5 separate regions of the Mus musculus genome follow, and all the other regions are linked to region 1. The links are chromatin contacts, called in public ChIA-PET, HiChIP or PLAC-seq and promoter capture Hi-C maps. All regions are on one chromosome and are shown on one strand. The core of a region is the stretch at or near the end of the contact, and the rest is flanking DNA. Distances in the headings are between cores, read along the strand shown.

Region 1 (2,891 bases), core at 272-2,771:
TGGCTCACAACCATCTATAATAAAGGGATCCAATGCTCACTTCTGCTGTGTCTGAAGACAGCTGTTGTACTCACATAAAATAAATCTTAGAGGAAAAAAAAATCATACTGAACTGGGCGTGGGAAGCATGCCTTTTGGGAAGGCAGAAGCAGGCGGATCTATGAGTAAGAGGACAGCCAAGGATACACAGAGAAACACTATCGAGGAAAAACGGGAAAAAAAGGGGGACCATATTGGCTGGGCAAGATTTTCATAGGCCTTAAATCTCAGCACTTGGGAGACAAAAACAGGTTGATCTCCACGGCGAGTTCCAGGCCCAAGGCACAGTGAGAATCAGTCAAACAAAAGATCTACCAGATTGTAAGTGTTGGTCTGCAGCAGAGGGTAAAGGTGCTTGCCGCTAAGCCTGACGACTTGTGTTCAATTCCCTACACTCACATCGTGGGAGAAAGGACTCCTGTTCATTGCTTTGTGACCTCCATACGTGCAAGGCACACACGAATGCATGCTCACACTATACAAAGTAAGTGTTAGGCGTTGGAAGGAAACAGGTCAGATGTGCTCGCGTACCTTATGCGGAAGCTCCCACTGGAGGGCTCATACGGGAGTTTAAAGGATCTTATGTTTGGACCATAGACTGGTGGGACTGAAGGCAAAGGGAAGGTTCACGAATCCAGCAACTGACATCCATCCTCAGGGAAGGAGTAACTTTCTGCAGATTCAGGGAAATTTCCTGGAAGAGGTGGCGTCCGAATTGCCGGTGATTGACGTGTAGGAGTTGGTCAGACAAAGGACGCTGGGTGTTTCCCGCAGAGGACCTGGAGGCCACGAGGAGGCCACAGGTGTTCAGAACTTGGCGCCTTCCAGCACAGGGGTGGGAAGCTCACAGCGAATCATGGCTGGTTTCGGAATCACAGACTAGAATGCGCCCTCATCCACGTCTCAGGAATTGGGGTTTTCCCTATAACTTAACGCGCCCACGCTCCCCAGTTCCTCCAGAAAACATCCAAGACCGGGGTAGGGGGTATGGGGGAGAGGAATCCACAGAATGGTGATGATTGACATTCCTAAGAGCCAGTTGCTGCTGCCCAAAGCTCTGCCTGCTTCCTTATGGGCCAATGGCCCCTCTTCTTCTAGGCCTGTCGCTTAAACAGGGTGGCGTTAGAGCCGCGAACGTCACCTTTGGCTCAGCCAATATCAACGAGGGAGGAGGGGATTAGCTTAATGATAGACAAGTCAGTTTCTAGACGTCCGCTTAGCGCGGAGCCCGCCGGGAAGCTCCAGGGCGGAGCTGGCCAGAAAGGGGCGGGAAGATCTGGTGAATTTTACCCAATCGTCACACGTGCTGGGTGAGACAGACAGGCAGTTGTTCTCTTCCTAGCGGACAGGAGGGGGCGGGCCTTTAAACGCTAGGGGGGCGGGCACTTTATGTTTGATAGGCGTGTCTGTCATCCAATTGAAATATGAAGCTCTCAGATGGACGGCTTTACAGACCAATGAGAACTTATGGCGGGGTATCGGGGGCTGGGCTGAGGACCCTCTGGTAAAAGGCGGTCCCCGGTCGAGCCGGGGGGAGAAAAGAGAGAGGGGGGGGTCTCGGAGGCCGGAGGACTCGGGTGAAGATGGCGGCAGCCGAGGCCGCGAACTGCATCATGGAGGTGAGTAGCTGGGCTCTTTAGGCCCGGGGGCGGCGCGAGACGGGTGGCCCACGGCCTGAACTGTGGGGACGGGGCCTTTTGATGTGCCTGGCTTCGCGTTGGTCCGCATCGGGGGATGTGTTCGATCGTGACGGGAGAGATCTCGGCTTTCGGTGCTTTGGGACCCGCAGCCGAGCCGAGGACTGTCGCACGTGGTCGCGGGCCGGGGGCGCTTCCAGCCGGGCCGCACGTGGTCTCGCAGAGTAGCGTGGGGAGGGGGGTGTGCCGCCTCGAGGGGCCCCGTGGGCTCCACGTGCAGGACAAAGGCCCCGCCCCCAGCCCGATGACCTGGGCTGCACTCAAGGGGTCCAGGGGTTGCCACCCGCTCTCCCTGGCTCGGCTGTGGATGTCCATGCAGCCCGGGCTCTTTGCACCCGCGTGGGGCCTGAGAACATCAGTCCCCAGCCTCCCTTTCCCCAACTCTGTGTTAGCCTTGTGCAGCGGGGGGGGGGGGGGGGGGGGATGGGCATAGCCCTGTGACCTCTCTTTAAGGAGATGGTGGGGAATCTCATCCGAGGAGATCCGGATCCGTCGCCGGGCACCCCCTCGTGGTCACTATGGGCGTGTGAGAGGGGCGTCTTTTTTCATGGGGCGTGGCCCAAGCCCACCCCTTCATGGGAGGGCCCTCGGGTGGATGGATAGTCAGAGGTCAGTGGTGGGGGATAAAGGAGTTCGGATGGCCATGGGCCTTAACCTCCACAGAGCTCCATTTTTACCAACTTGAATGTGGCAAGGGACCCCTTTTTGAACATTTCCGCCTTTTTGCCTAATTTCCCCCCAAAACAGAATGAAATTCTAGCATCTGCCTTGCTTACCTGCTTATCGTTGATTGTTCGATCCTAAGCTGTATTCCTCAGTCTACTTTTTACTTAGTTTAATTAAACAAATGTGCCTGAGCCTGGCGGTGGTGGCGCACGCCTTTGATCCCAGCACTTGGGAGGCAGAGGCAGGCAGATTTCTGAGTTGAAGGACAGCCTGGTCTACAGAGTGAGTTCCAGGACAGCCAGGGCTACACAGAGAAACCCTGCCTCAAAAAAAAAAATGTGCTTGGCCTTGAACTCACCCTGTAGCTGAGTATGGCCTTGAACTTGCCATTTTCTTTTGACTTCTGAGTAGCTCATCATCAGGCTTGTAAGGCAGGTCCTAGACATGGGTTTCAAGCTCTCTTCAGTCATTTGTCAACCTTCTGGTGTC
Region 2 (2,891 bases), core at 271-2,770, 880 kb before region 1:
TAAGGGTTCCAGCCAGGGTAGGGGGTGTGTGCCTTTGCCCCAACCCTTGCTGTCTAGAGTGGACCGGCCTGTGCTACCATGGCAACCAGACAGGAGACTGACGGCCAAGAGAGAACCCTTCTGTATCTGGACCCTGGCCCATTCAGGAAGCCCCCAGTGCAGGTCCTTGGAGCTTTATGTGAGCAGAGATCAGGCCCCCAGGGCTCCTCCTCAAACCTAGTACCCAGAAGCCTGGGATCCTGGCCCACCCACCCCAGGCAACTAGTATTCAACAGGGGCCACTGGAGGCAACACTCTTCTTCCTTTAATTTACTAAATTGCTCTGGGCTGGAAGCCAGGGACAACCCCCCCCCCCAGCTCCCCACAGCTGTGCCCCCAACCCCAAGACTGGCCTGTGACTCAGTTTCATCAAGAATGAAAACGAGGGGGGCAGGGACAGGAGGAGGGGCTAAGAATGGCTTAGGGTGGTGGGCATTGTCTCTCCTTGGATACCCAACTAATTTCTCCTTCTCTCTCCCCCATACACCTGACCCCTTTTCCTCTCCCGTTTCCCCCTTACTTTCGCCCTTTTCTTTCCATTTCCTCTGCCACCTGCCTCTGCCTTGCTTTTATGTGTGCTGGGCACCTCCCGGGTGGGGGTCTGGGGCTTCGCCTTGCCTTGCTATTTCTGTCTTCTCTGTATTCCATTCGCTCTGCTTGCCTCTCTCCATCTCCACTCCTTCTTCCTGAGGTTGGTGTGTGCCTGACTCTGGGTGACTGTGGGTCTCTGCTTTGCTTTCTATTCCCCGCAACTTTCTCATCTCTCCGCCTCCCTGTATTTCTCTCTGCATCTCTCCTTGCCTCACTACCATCCTCTGCCGTGCTCCCTCTCCTGTGCTCCCTCTCCTGGGTCTGTGTCCCCGTGAGCCTGGCCTTTCATCTCTCTTCACTCTTTCCCCTCTCCTTGACCATCTCTCTCGCTGTCCCCCTCTCCTTTGCTCTCACTGGCGTTCTTTTCCTGGTCTTTGTCCCATCTCTGGGTCTCTTTCCCATCTGTTCGATCACTGCCCCTTCCATGCCTGCCTTCTCCCCCCACCTCTTACCTCTGCATCTTCCCTGACCCCATTACTCACCCCCTCCCGCCTTTGTGCCTCCTGGTTCCCACATTTCATTCCTTCATCTCACCCCCCCACCCCTCCCTCTATTTGGGTTCCATCTTTCCCTTCCACTCCCTCCATTGCCTTTCCCGCTGTCTCTTCTTGTCTCTGGTCTCTGTATGTCTCTTTCCTGCCTCTTTCCCTCTCTGTCTCTCCATTTCTTCCCGTCTCCCTCTCTTCATTTGTCTCCCTCTATGCTTCTGCCGCCGCGCCTTCTCTCACCCAACTTTCCCCTCTCATCCTGACTCTGCATCTCCCTCACTATCTGGGTCTCACTGTCTCTGTCGCCTTCCCTATCTCTGTTTCTCGATCTCTGTCTCCTCCTTCTGTCTCGTTCTCCCTTATCTCTGTCCCTCATCTCTGTTTCCCTCCGTGTCGGCCCCTCCCTCTCTCCATCACCCAACCTTCCCCTCTCGCCCCGTCTCTCCCGTGTCTCCCCTCGGGCTCTGCCCTCGCCTCCCGTCCACGCAGAGGCCGCCCGGCGGGGCCCGCAGGCGATGCGCGGCGCCGGTGGCCCCCGCGGCCCTCGGGGCCCCGCTAAGATGCTGTTGCTGCTGGCGCTGGCGTGCGCCAGCCCGTTCCCGGAGGAGGTGCCGGGGCCGGGCGCGGCCGGCGGGGGCACGGGCGGGGCGCGGCCGCTCAACGTGGCGCTGGTCTTCTCTGGCCCGGCGTACGCGGCCGAGGCGGCGCGCTTGGGCCCGGCCGTGGCGGCGGCAGTGCGCAGCCCGGGCCTGGACGTACGGCCCGTGGCGCTGGTGCTCAACGGCTCCGACCCTCGCAGCCTTGTGCTGCAGCTCTGCGACCTGCTGTCGGGGCTGCGCGTGCACGGCGTGGTGTTCGAGGACGACTCGCGCGCGCCCGCCGTCGCGCCCATTCTCGACTTCCTGTCGGCGCAGACCTCGCTGCCCATCGTGGCCGTGCACGGCGGCGCCGCGCTCGTACTCACACCCAAGGTGCGCGCGACCGCGGGGGACGGGCCGCCTCGGGGGCGGGGCCTTGCGGCTCGGGGGCGGGGCCTTGCGGCTCGGGGTCTTGGATCGGACGTAGTTTTGATTGACTTGAGGCGGGAGGTTCGTCGAGGGGCAGTGCCTGCGTAGGCTGAAGGGAAAGACCTTTGAGAGGCGGGACCTATGATAACTTGGGGGGCGGGTTGTATTAAGATGGGGGGGGGGGGTTGTAAGGACGGAGACAGTAACTAGGGGGTGGAGCCGTCCGTTGGTCAGTTTCCATGTTGGTGGTTAAAAGTCAAGTCTATACAGTGAGGAGTCTGATTTGAAGAGATGTGCTCTATGGGGTTCACAGCACCTTTCAGGGGTCACCTACAAGGGTCAGATCAATAATCAGGAAAGAGGTGGGTTACAATGAGGATTGAGGAAAAGCCAATGGCAGAAGAGATAGATTTAATGAGTGACGACAAGGTCAGAAACTAGAGTTATGGCTCTTGGACCAATGAGGGGAAGAGTCAGTTGGAAAGGGATGGGGTTCAGAAAGAGATGGAGTCTAGTGTCCAGGAAGGCAGAGATGGGAACCATAGGATAAGAGAACTAGGTGCTGAAGGAGGGCATGGTGGGAGGCTTAGCTGGAGGCTTGGAGCCTAGAGGTGTAGGAATGAGAGCAGAGCCATGCATTCTGAGAGTTGGACTGATGAGAAGCAGGCCAAGCCCAAGGACCCTGCTAGTGCTCAAGGATGGAGGGATCCAGTGGAGAAGGCCGAGGGTAGACCCACTCCAATGGATGTAATAAAAGGACTTTGCT
Region 3 (2,891 bases), core at 187-2,686, 800 kb before region 1:
GCATCGGGAGGAGGGTGCTGAGATGCCGCCATCCTGCCCTAATTGCCTCCCTTCAGTCCACAGACCTGTCCCTCAAATCCCAGCCCAATTTCCGCTAGTGTGCGCATCCCAAAGCCGTAGGTCTTGGGAGTGCTCTGGGACCTCCAGTCTCTTTGCTGCCTGGGGTCTTTCTCCCAGGTTAGTCCTAGGGCACCTCACCTTGAAACGAACATCACCCCGTTTGCAACACAGACAGGTAAGGAGGAGAAAGATGAAGGCCAGCAGACCCGAACAGGAAATGAGGACCACAGCGTAGGGCGGAGCCAAAGGGGCCCGGCTCAGAGCGAATCCATCTGTGGGCATAAGGCTAGGCTGGGGTCTGGGCTTCAAGACACTGGCTACCGGACTCATGCCCCTCCCATCCTAGGCTAGTCTTGGACTACAACCCCCATGATGCTCCGAATCCAGGGGCTCCTTGGCAGGGGAGCCAGGTGGTCTAACGTATTGTGGGAGTTGTAGTTTAAGGTCTTCCCAGGTGGTTGGGGGTGGGGTCCCTCCTATCGTTTCAAACTGGGACCCACCCCCCACCCCAAACGCATCCCGTAACCCGGATACATTCCAGTGACCAGCAATAGTGAGGCCTGGAGCTCTGAGAATTTACAATATGCTACCATAGACAGCTTCATGACCATCATTCCCCCAATAGCAGGCTGTTGGCAGATATTTGCCCCGAGCTGAACGCACTGCCCACCCCACGCCTGAAGGGTGACTGAGAACTGTTTCTTTTAAAGACACAGGGAACACAGACTTGTTCTCTAGCCTCAGCCTCAGACCTGAGGGAGGGGTCTCTGCAAAGCCTCAGCTGTGTTCCCCTTAGAAATAGGGTCTCTCTCTTTCCCAAAGGCCGCGGCCTTCCATCTCCCCGCGCACCCGTGTGCACTCGCGTGCACATGAGCTCACATGCACGCTCACAAGCACGCACTCGGCCCGCAGCCCACTCCCCACCCGCCCTGGCTGGTCTCCCTGGCCCTGCAGACCCGTTGGTCCCCAGGGACTGCGCACAGGTGCCGGGCGGACCCGGTGGGGGTGGGGCGCGGGCCGCGGACGGCTGGACATACTCACCCGGGTGCGCTGGGGACGCCAGGCAGCCGGAGGCGGAGACGGCCGCCAGGAGGATGAGTGCGCCGGGTGCAGGCATCTTGTCCAGGATGGAAGGGAGGTGGAGGAATCGGCGGCTGGGGAGGAGGGGGGGCGGGCCCTCAGCCCCCAGCCATGGGGACCCGCTCAACCCTGGCCTCCCTCAGCCCAGGAGAGGGGCGGGAGATGCAGGACAGGGGGAGGGAGGGGTTGCTTACTGGTTCTGATACCCCCCTCCCCCTCCTCGAAAGGACAGACGGATGAAGGGATGGAGAGGCGGACGGAGGAGAGGAGCTGGGGAGCCGGGGTTGCTGGGGTAGGGGGGAGGGGAAGATGGGGGGGGGAGAGAACGAGGGCCCCGCCCCCGAGGACAATCGGGATTGGGGGAGCAGAGAGCCTGTCAGAGGAAGGGTGGGAGGAGGAAGGAGGGAGCGTTGTCATGGCAACTGGTTCCCGGTTGCATTGGCTGCCAGGCGGGAGGGGAGAATAGGGAGGGGGAGGAGGGACAGACAGAGACCAACAGACCCTTGGAGGGGGGCAGGGTCCACAGTGCGTGGCCCTGACACCACTGTGACACAACACTGGTGCCCACACGTGTGCTACATGCTAAGATGCAGATAGCAAGCCCACGCAGCCCACACACAGCTGAGACATGTCACAGGAACCTTCACAAGCGCCTCTCATACAAAGGTGGACAGCCATCAGCAAACGGAGACAAGGACACGTCACACACAAAGACACAGGGACAGACCACACTGAGAATGCATAGGCAGTCCAGACTCTGGTTGGTACAGATTCACCCAGCCACACAGGAATACCCAGCATCACATGAACACACACGCACACGCACACATACAACACAGAGCTCCAAACATAGGGAGGTATCACAAAGATCCATTCAGACCCTTTGGGACATGAGGAGGCATGCTGTCATAAACTGATATTCCACACAGGCAACAAAGAACACACAGAAATCACTAACTCAAACACGTAAAGCCAGTTGCATGCACACAGACACAGGCTTGTCAGTCACATATGGAGCATACAGAAACAACACATGCATGTATGCAGGCACGGGGTTTGCACATTGCTCACCTTCAGGGACAAATGCATATCACATACATGCACACGGGAACACACGGTTCATACATGCAGAGCTACATAGCTTATGCAAAAACACAAATATAGAACGGGTACAAACATGCCCTGTGCACACGTATTACACACAAAGGCACACCACCTACCTAAATAGACAGCATGAATGGACACACTCTTTAGACGTGATTATGAGGACTCCTTATCCACTGCAGTCTCACACCACAGACATCAACACACATGGGCACAAAAGATGCATAAGCGTAGTTTATTTCATGTATTTATTCTTGGCAGGATTTACTCTGCGCCAGGCGTTTCCCAAGATTTACAGTATTACCTTCCAATCATTACAACAGCCCCCAAGACAGGTTCTTTTTTCATGCCCAATGTATAGGTAAGGAAACTGAGGCACAGAGAGGGGCAGTCACCTGCCCCATGCACAGAACAGGGGATAGGCAGAGGTAAGGCTGGAACCTGGCCGTCAGGGACACCGACACATCAGACAAGACACACACACACACACACATCACGTGCCAGGCTGCAGTCTCGGGGTCCCACCCTACGCGGCGGCACACAGAACTGCAGACACACCCGGAAGCGCGGACTGCCGCCCTCGGCGAGGATGTCTCCATGGTCCAGGAATACCTGCGACTCGTCCCCTCAATGAGGCTGGACCAGAG
Region 4 (2,891 bases), core at 290-2,789, 520 kb before region 1:
GTGTAAGCTGAATAAACCCTTTCCTCCCCAACTTGCTTCTTGGTCATGATGTTTTGTCCAGGAATAGAAACTCTGACTAAGACAAATTGGTACCAGGAGTGGGGTATTCCTGTGACAACCTGACCATGTTTTGGAAAAGACTGTGGAAGGACTTTGGAACTTTGGGCCAGAAGATCCATTCAGTGTTAAGAGCTCTGTGAGATGTTGTGTAGGAGCTTGGAAGATAATGTTGAGAATAGTGCAGAAGATGGAGGCCTGGCTTGTGAAATTTCAGAGGGAAAATTAAAGACTCTTATCAGGGCCACTGCTATTTTGATTGTGAAGCTTCTGTGGTTCTGGTTAGCTGGGGCTGAAGAATCAGCTGTGATTAACAAGATACCAGAACTACTAAAGCGAAAACTTTGCATTACTGGGACTATTGATGCTTGTTAGCTGGAGCTAAAAAGTTATCTGTGATTAAGAAGAGACCAGCACCATTGAGGTGACATCTTCTGGGAAGTGTTTTCTGAAATCACAAAGAGGCTGCGTGACTAAGACAGATATCTTTTCCATGGAGTCAAAAGATACCAAAGTAGGGGCTGGTGAGATGGCTCAGTGGTTAAGAGCACTCATTGCTCTACTAGCAGTCCTGAGTTCAATTTCCAGCAACCACATAGTGGCCACGACTGCCTGTAATGGGATCTGATGCTCTCTTCTGATGTGTCTGAAGACAGCTATAGTGTACTTGTATATGTAAAATAAGCAAATAAATCTTTTTTTTTTTTTTTTAAATTACCCTCAGGACTGATGAGATGGCTCAGCGGTTAAGAGCTGTGACTGCTCCTCCAGAGGACCTGAGTTCAATTCCCAGCAACCACATGATGGCTCACAACCATTTGTAATGGGATTAGTTGCCCTCTTCTGGTGTGTCTGAAGACAGTGTACTCACATATAAATAAATCTTTTTTTTTTTAACTTAAAAAAAAGAAAAACAAACAAACAAAAAAGTTACCTTCAAAGATTTTTTTTTTTAAAGGTACCTAAGTATATGATTGCAAGTGGAAAACTAGGAGACAGAATCAGGTATTCGCAGCTTCTTCACTTTCATTTGTGTGTATTACCTACTTTTATTCTCAGCACAAGGATCTCTGTGACCTCTAGGCCATCCTGGTTTACACAGAGCTCCATCTAGGGATATGCAGTGAGACTCTGTTTAAAAAATAATGATCATATGCTATGTAGTTTCCTAACACTTGCAGGAACTTGTGGAGCGAAATTAAACGAGAAAACTACAACTCCCAAGAGACACCGCGGCAAGATGTCCGCAAAAGTTGTCCTGTCTCACCCCCTCCCCCAATCCCTGGGCATGCAGGGCTTTGAGTTTTACTTGAAAACGGACGCAGGAAATGTTGCGTTGAAGACTGTGAGCGTCCAAGAAAACCGGAAAGATTTTCAAAGATAAGGAAACCTCATCGGAAAGGGGCGGGGCCGTTAACGCGGGCGGAAGCTCAGAGTCAGCGTGGACCAATCAGTATTCTGGGGGCGGGCTCTCTGCGGGTGGAAAAGTGGGCGTGACTTAGGAGAGAAATCGCCAGAAACCTGGCGGAGGTTGCTGGCCTTAAAAAACGCCCTCAGCACTGGAGAGGTGAGGGGGGTTCAGAAGCCGTGGGCAAGAGGGGCTGGAGCGCGTGATACTTGTCCAGTGTCAGGCCTCGGCGGTCCCGGCAGAAGGGGAGGTTAGGGGCCTGGAATCACGGTTCGGGGGAGGATTCCCCTACTCAGGGAGCCGGAATGAGGGTCTGCGGATTGCGCTCCAGGAAAGGGAGGCTGGAGGCCTGGCGTCCGGGGTTGTTAGAGGCCTGGCATCCTGGGTTCCAGGTGACTAAACGCTTGGAGTCTTCATTTTTGCAAATCGGGTGGCGTGCACACTCGCTTCCCCAACCGGATACGGGGTTGGGACATCCTTAGCCAGGGATAGTACTACACGCCTGTAATTCCAGCGCTTGGAAGGGAGAGTCAGGAGGGTCAGGAATTCAAGGCCAACTTAGGCTACTTAATACACAGCTCAGAAAACCGTAGCAAAACAAGAAAAAAACCTCATTCTCCATCTCTCCTCACAGACCAGCCACGATGCCTACCTCGGTGCCCCGCGGGGCCCCTTTTCTTCTCCTACCACCTCTACTGATGCTGTCTGCTGTGCTGGCAGTGCCCGTGGACCGCGCAGCACCTCCTCAGGAGGACAGCCAGGCCACTGAGACCCCGGTGAGTAGCCCTGCCCTGGTCGCTGGCGTCTTTGCAGTGGTGCTTGCCATCCCCAGGGCCCTGGAGAAAACTCCAAGGGATCCCCTGTTTGATACGCTGAGGCGTGTCGTTTACCCGCCTTCCTTTGCCATAGTGAGTGTGTGAGACTTGCAAGCAGACCTGGGGGCAGTGACCTTTGAGATGTGGAAATCAAGACAGATCCCAAATGAAAACCTGTGTCACACCCTCATCTAAACTTTCCCCTCTGATCGTTAAGACCCTCTTTAACAAGGAATGAAGAAAACCTGAAAACCACATTTCCCAGTAGCACCGTCAGCAGCTGGATGCTACCACCTAGCAGGGCATTCTTGCTTCACGGAGCTCACGAGCAGTGTAGTTTAAGTGGGAAAAGGACACGGGAACTGCTGGTTTACTCATGCCAGTATTATTGAGCTCTGTGAAATCTTTGCTCCCAGAGAGTCCAAACTTTCAAACTCCAGGTCCCTGATTTATGGCCTGGTTCTTCCTGTAGCTCTCCCTAGCAATACAAGCTGTTGTTACCTCCTGAGACAGGTTGTTCCCAGCTCCTGTGTAGCGAGGCCTCCTGCCAGGCGTTAGTACTCAACTCTGTGAAATCTTGAAGCCTGAAAACCATTGTATCAGAGGAAAAT
Region 5 (2,891 bases), core at 252-2,751, 520 kb after region 1:
GTGGGAATGGGGAGAGAGATTCAAGAAAGTTTCTTACAAAAGTGATGGTTGAAATTGTGAGGCGCAAACAAAGGGACCAAGAAGGGGAAAAAAATGCCTTGTGTAACATGGGAACAGCCTGTTGGAGGCCTAGGAGTACATCGAAGGATGAAGCTGCAGAAAGGTAGGCAAGGACCCGAGCACACAAGGCCTTGAGTTCAGCCTGAAGGCCCGGGGCTAGTCCCTAGGAGTTCTGGGGAACCAAAGAGGGATAGAAGCAGAGGAGGGGGCAAGCAGCTGTGGGGCTGTGTGTAGGACGACCAGGAGAAGAAAAACAGACAGCTGGGAGGTTGTGACAGAGGCTCAGATAAGAGAGGTTGAGGCCAAAGCTGGGGCTGAGGCTGTGAGAAGCAGCAGGTGGGAGGGCAGGCAACAGCTCCTGGATCGGAGCCTTGGCCCTGCTAGGGTCCCAGGAAGGCTCCCGTGCCTCTCTGAGCCCTGCTCTTCCAGGGCGGGGAACAATGGCAGTCACCTCTTGCAGATTTCGTCGGCAGCCTCCTGGCTAAAGAGCTGCTCTTGAAGGACGTTGTTGAGAGCATGGACAGCACACAGCTCTAGCCGCTGCCGCTCATGATACACTGAGGGTGGACTCGGCCTTGCTTCCGGAGCCTGAGACATGCCCTCCTCAGCTCCTGCTGCGGGGTGGGACAAGGAGGTGTTAGGCACCTAGGATCTTGCTCATTCGGTTCTCTAGATTCCTGGGTCCCTGGGCAATGGACATTGAGATGGGCACTGGGGCTAGCTTAGGAGGCCGTGAGGCCCTGACCCTATTTCCCAGGCTGTCTCCAGAGCACAGAGACACCTTTTGAGCCCAGTCCTGGGAGTGGGGGGAGTAGAGGCTCTCATCTGCTCACCTGGCAATAGAGACCCACCCCCACTACATGTCTCCAAGCAAAAGGGTCCTGATCATCATCACCTAGCAATGGACTACCACCCCTTCTGTCCCTAGGAAACAATACCTTTTTAGTTCCCAAGCAACAGAACAACCCCACCCTCTGGGTATCCTGGTCCGTTTTCTGATCACCTAGCAATGGAGGACTCCTCCTTTCCCGTCTCTGGGTAACAGGGTCTCTTCTGGTCGCCTAGCAACGAAAGACTTCCCCTCCTCAATAACCAGGGTTCTCGCCTCCCTTCACCTGGCAACGAGGCCCTCTACCAGTTACTAAGCAACAGGAGCCCCCACCTTTTCCTGTCACCTGGCAACCAGGCACACTCCCACCCGCCTTTGCTTGTCGCCCGCCTGGCCCTCACCCCGCCGGCCTTTCTGCTCCCCGGGACCGACCGCTTTCGCATTCCCTAGGCAGCGACCGGGTGGTAGCACGCTGACTGAGCAGGCGAAAGGGACTACAGCTCCCGGCGACTTGCGCGCGCCGAACTGCGATTCCCGAAGGCCTCCGTAGGGCGTCTAAATAGGACGCGCAGTCCGGAAGTCCTCCGGGGCTGCTCTGCCGCGTGGGACTACAACTCCCATCGGACAAAGCAGCCAGTTCTCGTTCTCTCCCAGGGCTCACTGCTGCCTAGAGGTTTCTGGGAGTTGTGGTAACGAGTGATCTCGCGATAGCTTTCAGGGGGCTGGTTTGTGTATGAGCTCGCACGCTGCTGCTATGGCGTCATACTCAGTGTGTAGCTGAAGCGTGACGACATAGAGGTGGGGACAAGGAACCAAAGAGGCCAAAGAGAACAGTGGGCTGAACTCTGATGTTTACTGGGACCCATAGTTGTCAATATGACAGTAAGGGTAGTAGGGGAGGAGACTCAGCAGAGGTGGATCCCAGGTCTGGAGGTGAGCTGACAGCAGCCTGTGGGGAGAATGAAAAACTAGGATGACAACACAGACACATGCAGGTGGCCATGGTGGACGTGGGTTTTGGAAAAGGTAATGTGGTACAAGTCAAGGAGGATACTCAGAAAGAGATGTGGCATGTGGATGTAGAGACCTAGAGGGGGACCCAGATGCTGAGAGAAAGCGGGGCGGGGAAAGAGAGGCTCATAGAGCCTGGGAGTGAGAACTAAGAATGAGAAAAGACAGAAAACTGGGGTTGGGACACCCAACATGTGAGCTCTGCCGAGCACAAACGCCAAGGGACCCTTGGAGGGGCCTGCCGCACCCAGTAGGCTGTGCCAGAAGGCTGTAACAGTAGCAGAGCCGGTGACAGCGCCAGGCTGGGCTGGGTTCTCTCTGTGGGTGTGCACGGCAAAGCTGCGACCTGAAGGCCCTGGGGGTCCTAGCAGCTCCACATCCACCACGTGCATGTCGGTGAGGCTGCAGCCGGCAGAGAAGTGCAGTCAGTCCACCCGGAGTGTACACAGCTGTGCCACCTACGCCCTGTGCTTACCTAAGGTCAGCCACAAGCACCCCAATGACACGGTCGAAGCCTAGACTGGGGGCAGCCAGGGCAGCAGCTGCCATGGTGTTAGAGTTTCGGGGGGCCAAGGGACAGAGCCCACGCACAGGGCCCTCATAGAGCACTGTGCGGGGCCCACTACTGTGGGCTGCAGCCAGGGGTCCCTCCAGCCGGAAGCCATCAGGATGTGTGGCCATGGTGACTCGAAGGCTCTGGAAGCAATGGCAGGGTCAGGAGATTGAGACTCTTACATGTTCCGTCTGGCAGCCCAGACAGTCCTCACCTGGAGGCCTCCGGCTGCATCCAGTCTGCTGATGTCTTCACTGCCCCATAGGGCCCCTCGGGCCACAAACACAGTGTGGCCCCAGCGCTTTGAAGCCTCCAGGAGCTGCTGCTCTGTGGTCTGGTCAGCCAGAGCTGAGGGGGATCCCACCTTGGGACACGGATGGTAGAGAGAGGCAAGGCCAAGACCCAGATTACTGCTGGAGGGTGGGATGCAGCCAACAC

What was found. Promoter capture Hi-C pulls out the DNA fragments that hold promoters and counts their contacts. ChIA-PET counts read pairs in DNA pulled down with a chosen protein or histone mark. HiChIP or PLAC-seq counts read pairs in DNA pulled down with a chosen protein or histone mark.
Region 2: a contact with region 1 is called in an H3K27ac HiChIP or PLAC-seq map of thymic regulatory T cells, with 4 times the contacts expected there. The contact joins the promoter of Grin2d here to the promoter of Prmt1 in region 1. A contact is called at or near these places in 2 of 39 promoter capture datasets (frontonasal cranial neural crest and liver), 1 of 115 datasets of contacts at active chromatin or transcription factors (thymic regulatory T cells) and 2 of 9 other capture datasets (adipose tissue and liver).
Region 3: a promoter capture Hi-C map of liver shows a contact between it and region 1, with 4 times the contacts expected there. The contact joins the promoter of Lmtk3 here to the promoter of Prmt1 in region 1. A contact is called at or near these places in 2 of 39 promoter capture datasets (frontonasal cranial neural crest and liver) and 1 of 115 datasets of contacts at active chromatin or transcription factors (astrocytes).
Region 4: a contact with region 1 is called in an RNA polymerase II ChIA-PET map of memory CD8 T cells, with 16 read pairs. The contact joins the promoter of Nucb1 here to the promoter of Prmt1 in region 1. A contact is called at or near these places in 4 of 39 promoter capture datasets (erythroid cells, maxillary cranial neural crest, neural stem cells and 1 more), 1 of 484 Hi-C or Micro-C datasets (LSK cells), 3 of 115 datasets of contacts at active chromatin or transcription factors (memory CD8 T cells, microglia and thymic regulatory T cells) and 3 of 9 other capture datasets (adipose tissue, liver and pancreatic islet).
Region 5: a promoter capture Hi-C map of neural stem cells shows a contact between it and region 1. The contact joins the promoter of Josd2 here to the promoter of Prmt1 in region 1. A contact is called at or near these places in 1 of 39 promoter capture datasets (neural stem cells), 1 of 115 datasets of contacts at active chromatin or transcription factors (embryonic stem cells) and 1 of 9 other capture datasets (liver).

Annotation. Positions count from the first base shown.
Region 1 is chr7:44,985,050-44,987,940 of GRCm38.p6, reverse strand. Prmt1 (protein arginine N-methyltransferase 1) reads left to right here and starts at 1,521. Exons shown (of 10, transcript NM_001252476.1): 1 at 1,521-1,658. The coding sequence starts at 1,623. Gm15545 (predicted gene 15545) reads right to left here and starts at 1,041. Exons shown (of 2, transcript NR_045266.1): 1 at 571-1,041.
Region 2 is chr7:45,865,310-45,868,200 of GRCm38.p6, reverse strand. Grin2d (glutamate receptor, ionotropic, NMDA2D (epsilon 4)) reads left to right here and starts at 1,520. Exons shown (of 12, transcript NM_008172.2): 1 at 1,520-2,089. The coding sequence starts at 1,634.
Region 3 is chr7:45,783,892-45,786,782 of GRCm38.p6, reverse strand. Lmtk3 (lemur tyrosine kinase 3) reads right to left here and starts at 1,436. Exons shown (of 15, transcript NM_001290990.2): 1 at 1,102-1,436; 2 at 199-332. The coding sequence starts at 1,177. It overlaps Gm5897 (predicted gene 5897), which reads left to right and starts at 2,316. Exons shown (of 2, transcript NR_153811.1): 1 at 2,316-2,891.
Region 4 is chr7:45,509,056-45,511,946 of GRCm38.p6, reverse strand. Nucb1 (nucleobindin 1) reads left to right here and starts at 1,539. Exons shown (of 13, transcript NM_001163662.1): 1 at 1,539-1,624; 2 at 2,100-2,241. The coding sequence starts at 2,110. It also overlaps a transcript of Tulp2 not described here.
Region 5 is chr7:44,466,590-44,469,480 of GRCm38.p6, reverse strand. It overlaps Josd2 (Josephin domain containing 2), which reads right to left and starts at 1,501. Exons shown (of 5, transcript NM_001205071.1): 1 at 1,291-1,501; 2 at 512-674. The coding sequence starts at 657. It overlaps Aspdh (aspartate dehydrogenase domain containing), which reads right to left. Exons shown (of 7, transcript NM_026690.1): 4 at 2,668-2,817; 5 at 2,376-2,596; 6 at 2,148-2,302; 7 at 1,730-1,838. The coding sequence ends at 1,795.